Linked DNA regions of Mus musculus: region 2 is linked to region 1. The links are chromatin contacts, called in public Hi-C maps. All regions are on one chromosome and are shown on one strand. The core of a region is the stretch at or near the end of the contact, and the rest is flanking DNA. Distances in the headings are between cores, read along the strand shown. Region 1 overlaps Ephb2 (Eph receptor B2). Region 2 overlaps Wnt4 (wingless-type MMTV integration site family, member 4).

What was found. Hi-C and Micro-C count contacts between places; a contact is called where the count stands out from the background.
Region 2: a Hi-C map of cortical neurons shows a contact between it and region 1, with 2.0 times the contacts expected there. The contact joins two enhancer-like sites. A contact is called at or near these places in 12 of 39 promoter capture datasets (the 3T3-L1 cell line, 3T3-L1-derived adipocytes, the HPC-7 cell line and 8 more), 2 of 15 datasets of contacts at CTCF or cohesin (embryonic stem cells and stem cell-derived epiblast-like cells) and 34 of 484 Hi-C or Micro-C datasets (B cells, the CH12 cell line, the G1E-ER4 cell line and 10 more).

What each region holds. Positions count from the first base shown.
Region 1 is chr4:136,650,878-136,653,922 of GRCm38.p6, reverse strand. Ephb2 (Eph receptor B2) reads left to right here. Exons shown (of 16, transcript NM_010142.4): 16 at 1-3,045. Among named protein-coding and RNA genes, the nearest start is that of Lactbl1, 30 kb to the right of the region's middle. Within about 2 kb of position 1,557, at least 45 of the 459 cell types and tissues checked have an H3K27ac peak or open chromatin away from gene starts, as enhancers often do. A contact at or near this core is called in cerebral cortex, cortical neurons and hippocampal neurons, where this site is marked.
Region 2 is chr4:137,293,127-137,296,171 of GRCm38.p6, reverse strand. It overlaps Wnt4 (wingless-type MMTV integration site family, member 4), which reads right to left. Exons shown (of 5, transcript NM_009523.2): 3 at 600-731; 4 at 370-512. Among named protein-coding and RNA genes, the nearest start is that of Wnt4, 17 kb to the right of the region's middle. Within about 2 kb of position 1,486, at least 18 of the 459 cell types and tissues checked have an H3K27ac peak or open chromatin away from gene starts, as enhancers often do. A contact at or near this core is called in cerebral cortex, cortical neurons and hippocampal neurons, where this site is marked.

The DNA of each region.
Region 1 (3,045 bases), core at 308-2,807:
TCATTCACTGTGACACCCCAGCCCTCCAAGGGTACCCCGGGAGACCACGTGACTCTCTCTCTCTCTCTGTCTCTCTCTCTCTCTGTCTCTCTCTCTCTCTCTCTCTCTCTGTCTCTCTCTCTCTCTGTCTCTCTCTGTCTCTCTCCCACTCCTTCTTTCCCCGAGGCCTTTGCCTGGGTCTGAAGGTCTTGGCCAGAGGAACACCATCATCAGTCAAGGGGTCTGGCCGCAGGCTCCCCTGTGAGCAAATGCAGGGAATCCGAGCAGAACAATCGGTTAGTGAATTGAATGGAAATAAATGCTTTAGTTATAAAATGACCCCTGTACTCTGTAAGTTCCAAGAAAAAGATCCTGGCACCTTTGGGACCTGCCAAATGACTTTAATGCTCTTGCAAGGGACTCTTCCCCCTGCCCCTCAGGATCCAAAAGGCCCAGGCTGAGGAAACTCATGGAGGCAATCAAACAAACAAACAAAGAAGCTCATGTAGCCTTCTTAGCCTAGGGTCATCAGAAGCACAGGCAGAGAAGCGTAGGCACTGGGTTGGCTCAGCTCTGCGTTGCGTGTACAGTGCCTGGCTAAGTAAGCCACGTTAGAAGTGGTGGCCCGTGGACCCCATTCAGCCACAAATGTAACCCCCTCCCCCACACAATGCTGTCTCCTGTGCTAAGGGCTCGGACTTACTGTGAGTAGTTCTTTTGTGTGGAGGAGGAGAAGGAGGAAGAGAAGGAAGAGGAGGAGAAGGAGGCAGGAAGTGTGTGTGCTGCAGATAAGACTGTTAGAAGAGGAAGGGGTATCCCAGAGACAGCTCATCTCAGGACCATTTCCTTTGTCTGGTGAGCATCTTTGAGGAGCCTATCCATGGGGGAAGATTGAGGCCACAGGCCACCAGCAAAAGACCCTGCAGTGAGCAAAACCATCGTGGCTCAGCCTGTCATCTGTCCTTCACCTATTCTCAACCCGGGAGCAGAGGGAAGGAAGGGATTAGAGAGGAAGCTTGTCCCTGGGGTAGGGACAGCGGGCCTGGACACAGGGCAAGTATTGGCAAGTTTCCCACAAAGCAGCAAACAGCGGCCCGTTGGCCATCCCTTAATGGCCCAAAGACACCCAGCGCGGATGGCAGCTGTCCCAGCACACAAGGTCACCTTCTGGTGGGAGCTTCTCTGATGCTCTGCAGATTAACTGTCTCCCCAGCCCACCTCCCACCACCCCAGAGCCCCACGAGGCCTGGCAGTCAGTGTTTCCGTCAGATGGCTTCCTGCCTTAAGCCACTAGGCTGGCGTCTTCTAGCCAGCTCATCTGCCCATCCACCCTCTAGTGCCCAAAGTATTCGTGTAAAGCCGTAGGACTCTACATGTCTACTTCCAGAATACGGGTGCTATCCAGACCTTCTGTCTCCTCTTCAGGGTACCAAACAGACACCGTCACTGTGGCAGTCCTGAGTGTAGGCCCTGCTCACTTCTCAACTACAAGACATCGTCCTCCCCCCACTCCTCAATGCTCAGCAGGGAGTGGTAGGCCCTGCTGCCAAGCGCCTTCCACTTAGGCTGCCCGCTCACATGGGCACACAGCTTGGAGCTATCTGCTGCCTAGTTACTAATCCCTTCCTGGCTCCACCCCCCATCCATCTCCCCACTCCCAGCCCCCCCAAGCACTAGCTCCCACCTGCCCAGCATCAGGAACCGCTTCCGGCTGTTCAGCCCAAGCTTGTTTCTTGAGGAAAGAAAGCTGTTTTGTGAACCTGGGCCAGGGCACCATGGAAGTGGGGCCAGCTGCTCTGGGAGAGTGTGCCTGGAAGAGCCACTCGGGGCCAAGTTAAGTATGACGGAGCTGTGCCACCCACCCCAGAAGTCTCACAATGGGCTGTTAGTGGCAATCAACAGGCCTGTTCCTGAGCCGGTATTGAAGGTGTCTTGCTGGTAGGTTGGTAGCACGCTTGCCTGGCATGCACAAAGCACTCGGTTCCACCCCCCAGCACTGCATAAACCGGATATGGTAATATATGACTGTAAACTCGGTACTCAAGAAATGGAGGCAGGAGGGTTAGAAGATCAGTGGCATCCTTAGCTACTTAGTGAGTTCAAAGCCAGCCTGGGCCACATAAGACCTTATCTCTAGGAAAGAAGTTATGGTCAATAGTGACATCCTTAGTGCTAGACCCACTGCTTCTGAGCAGACACAAGAGTAGCAGAGAACACTTATACAATCTACTTACCAGCTGGGCCTCAAGTCCACCCTTTCCAGTATCCAGAGCGCCCACCTTCTCTATGGCTGAGAGGTCTATGCTGCCCCCTTGTGGGCACTCACTAACATTGCACCCCCTCATAGATCCCACCCCTTGCTGAAGGACTCCCACCGGAGACCACCACCCACCCCAATGCCACCCTTGCTTCTCCAGGTGCCTGTCATTTCCAGGGACAGTTCCCAGAGGAAGACCTTTGGCAGGGAGAGGTGCAAATGCACTCAAAAGACAAGATGTAACCTACTTCTGTCACTAACTAGGGCCACGGGCCCCAGGAGAGACTGTTCCTCACTGGGCCATAGCTTCTCATCTATAAAACAGGAGCATTAGGCTGGGTGCTGCAGGCCTGGAAAACCCTTTGTCCACCTCGGTCCCGCAAAGTAAAACACTGGTTCAGGGCCACGGCTCCAGAAAGGGCCACAAGCCTTGGCTTCCCCGCACCAGGGTCCACCCGAACATGGTCACTTAGGCGCAGAAAACAAAGGAATCCAGCTCTGGCGTATGAGGCAAGAGAAAACCAGATGGGATGGGCTATCAGGGTGGGCTTTCAGGGGGAGGCTACAGGCTGAGAGAAAGGTCACTCCAAAACGTAGCAGCTTCAACAGTGCAGCGCAAAAACATCTGGAGGTGTTGTGGGGCATGAGTTGGTGTGAGTGTAGGGCATGGAATTAAGGTCCAGCCACAGAGGCTACCAAGCAGAGATTAGTAGGACTACCATTAGATTATAGAGCAGTGGTTCTCAACCTTCCCAATGCTGCAACCCTTTAACACAATTCCTCACGGTGTGGTGACCCCCAACCATTTG
Region 2 (3,045 bases), core at 237-2,736, 640 kb before region 1:
TGGATCCTACGCTGAGCTGGCAAGCAGTGTTGGGGACAAGGTGCTGTCCTGTACTTGGGGGCACTTGGAGTTGCTGGCAGACACAGTGAAGGGCAGTGTTGTAGGAAGCATTTGAGTGAGTGACAGGTGACCCAAGGAATACAGTGCTGTGCTGAATCTCCACAGGGACCCTGGGTGTAGATATCAGGAAGGCAGATGGGATCGCAAGTTAAGCACATGATATCTGGGTGGACTGGACTGGATCTGCTCCCCCTGGCCCCCCACTACCAACCCCTGGCCTACAGAGGTGCCCGATGAGAAGACGAACTTCCACGGGGACTCTGCCCGTGCAGCCCTGCCCCAGTGTCGATGGGGTTGGTACCACTCTACCTTCCTGCCAGCCTCGTTGTTGTGAAGATTCATGAGTGCCCGGCTGGAGGAGGCCCCCTTGCTCCTCTCCCGGACGTCCACAAAGGACTGTGAGAAGGCTACGCCATAGGCGATGTTGTCCGAGCATCCTGACCACTGGAAGCCTGGGGTGTGGAGGGCAGAAAGAGTTCTGGGGTGAGTTTGGGCCTGGGGCTAGGCCCCTGTCCTTCCCTTTGGACAGATATGCTTACCCTGTGGGCTGACCCCGTGCACTGTCCGGTCACAGCCACACTTCTCCAGTTCTCCACTGCTGCATGCCCTTGTCACTGCAAAGGCCACACCTGCTGAAGAGATGGCGTATACAAAGGCCGCCTCCCGGGTCCCTGTGGGAGGCAGAGGGAGGAAAGGGCTAGGTCCTGGGGCACCCACCACATCTGTATTTTCCTTGCAGAACAGGAGAGGCATATGAGGCCTGCTGAATGCTGGGCACCAAGGAGGGACAAGCCTGCCTGCCGAGCACACAGTAGGTCCTGGTTCTGATCACACCAGTAGCTGAACCTCCTCCCCACGTGAGGACCAGCGCGTCCTCCCAACATCCTGGTGAGGCAAGAGCTATGGTCACCCCCATTTTACAGAGCCTTGGCAGCTTGTCCCGCAGCACGTGGCTGAGCCAGCAGACAGCCTGGCTTCAGGGTCTGATCGCTCAGCTCCTGAAGAATGCCATTCCCACTGCCTCCTCCAGAAGGCAAGGGATCCTCATGTCATTTTGTGACAATCTGGGGAGTTGAGGGGGCTGCAGCGGCTGTGAAGGGGTGCAGTCACACTGCCACCCCAGCTCTGCTCCTTTGTTGAACAGTTCCCTGGGCTCTAAGTTCTCCCTTGTGACCCTGCTCTTCCTCAGGCTGGCCCTGCAGCTCACAATGTCTCCTGCTTCCTTGAGACTTGAAAACAAGCCATAGCATTGGCAGCTCCTAGCATCGAGCCCCTCCTGCTGACTGGGGGGAAGGAGGGTATTGCCCACAAGCCCGCCCCAGTCCCCGTGATCAGGTGATAGAGACAGGGGTCTGTAGCACAGGTCTGCCCGCCTCTCTGTAGTGTTTGCATCTTCTGCCCATCGCTGCTAAGCAATTCTATTTTGGTGACAGCCCTCCTCCCCTGCCTGAATGGATGTTTTTATCCTCCTAGGAACTGTGCCTTGGGGGTAGCTGTTGTGGAGTCTCTTTCTTGGGGGTGAGCTGGGGCAGTGTGTGAGCAGAGCATCCACTGGGCTGGGTGTGTTACCAGACAGTGGGCCTTGCTCTCTATCCAGGACCCTGTGAGGGCCTCTGTGTGCTGTGGCTGGCCTTCTGTCTTTAGATGCAGGGTCTGTGTCCACAAGAGTGGTGGGGGCAGGCTTTGGCCCCCTGGTTGGCAATTACCTCTGCAACACCCAGGCCTGTGCTCCCAGCTGCCCTAGGGAGCAGTCACCACGGTCAGATGAGAACGGTCACCTCCACTGTGCTGCTCTGTGGACAGAGGCAGCCTAGCCTGGGCGCTGGAGTTGGAGGCAGCTCAGCCCCCAACACGCAGGACACCCTGTTCTCGGTGCAGTTCTTTCTTAGGCAGGGAGTGCCACCCACGGTCCTTTCCACTGCCCACTTGCTGCTTGGCCATTTTGGGCCTGCACTGAGGGGCTTGGCTGGAGCAAGGGAGTCTGGGATGGAATCTTCTCCAAGCTAATTGAGGTTAATAGCAGGCTCATGTTGGTTGGTTTTATGCTGTGGCCGCCCAAAGAGACAACTTCAGTTTCTGGTATTTCTGGTATTTCCAGGCCTGAACCAGCACAAATCGTTGCCCCAAAGACCAAGGGGGAAGGGCAGTCCCAGGAGATGGGGCTGATGGGACTGGTGGGTGGCCTTAGCCCTCTGCCCTAGGAGGTCCCTTTTGCTTCTTTAACTGCCCAGGCAGTCTCTGCCCAACCCTGGCTCTTGTTCACCTCTGCCCCCTTGTGCCAGTGGTTCTTAAGGGGTCCCAGTCCTGCCATGGGGTTGCTCGGAAGAGCACTGTCTCATTTGAGTGAGGTCACCATAATCATTTTCTGAGTGACTGGATGAAGGAAGTAGCTCTCCAAGACCTTATTAACCATAGCTGCAGCTCAGGAAGCCTACTATGTGCAGGTGTTGTCTGAGCACTTAGCACATTAGCTGAGGTATAAGCTTGTCATGACAGGAATAGAAGTGAATCGCTGAGCGGTGAGGTAACCCGCCCAATGTTTCCCAGCTAGGATTTGGGACAGCCAGAATTCGAACTCAGTCTTTTCTCACTGACTCTGGGCTCTAGCCACTCAGCTTCAGTAGTGTGGCCCTGGTGGCTTCCCTGGGACCCAGGCTGGAGCCTTGTTCTCTGGAAGAGGGCCCAATGGGACCTGATTTCCCCAGAGGCTGTTTAATGGCAGAAGGACATTATGGTGGGACTGGGAGTACCATGGTGGGGTGTCTTGGGGAGGTGATAGATACTTTACCCCGCAGGAGGGAGGCAGAACTCACAAGTGCCCAACATGCAGCTTTCTTCCCTTTCCACCCCTCCAGCCTCCTTTCTCACACTTGTAACCCCCTTCTTCTGGTTTTCTTCCCAGAGTACCCCAAGGCTTGGCTGCACAGGTCTGAGTCCTATGTGTCCTGTAGGTTTGCCTGCAGTGCTGTCTTTTCTAAGGGGCTA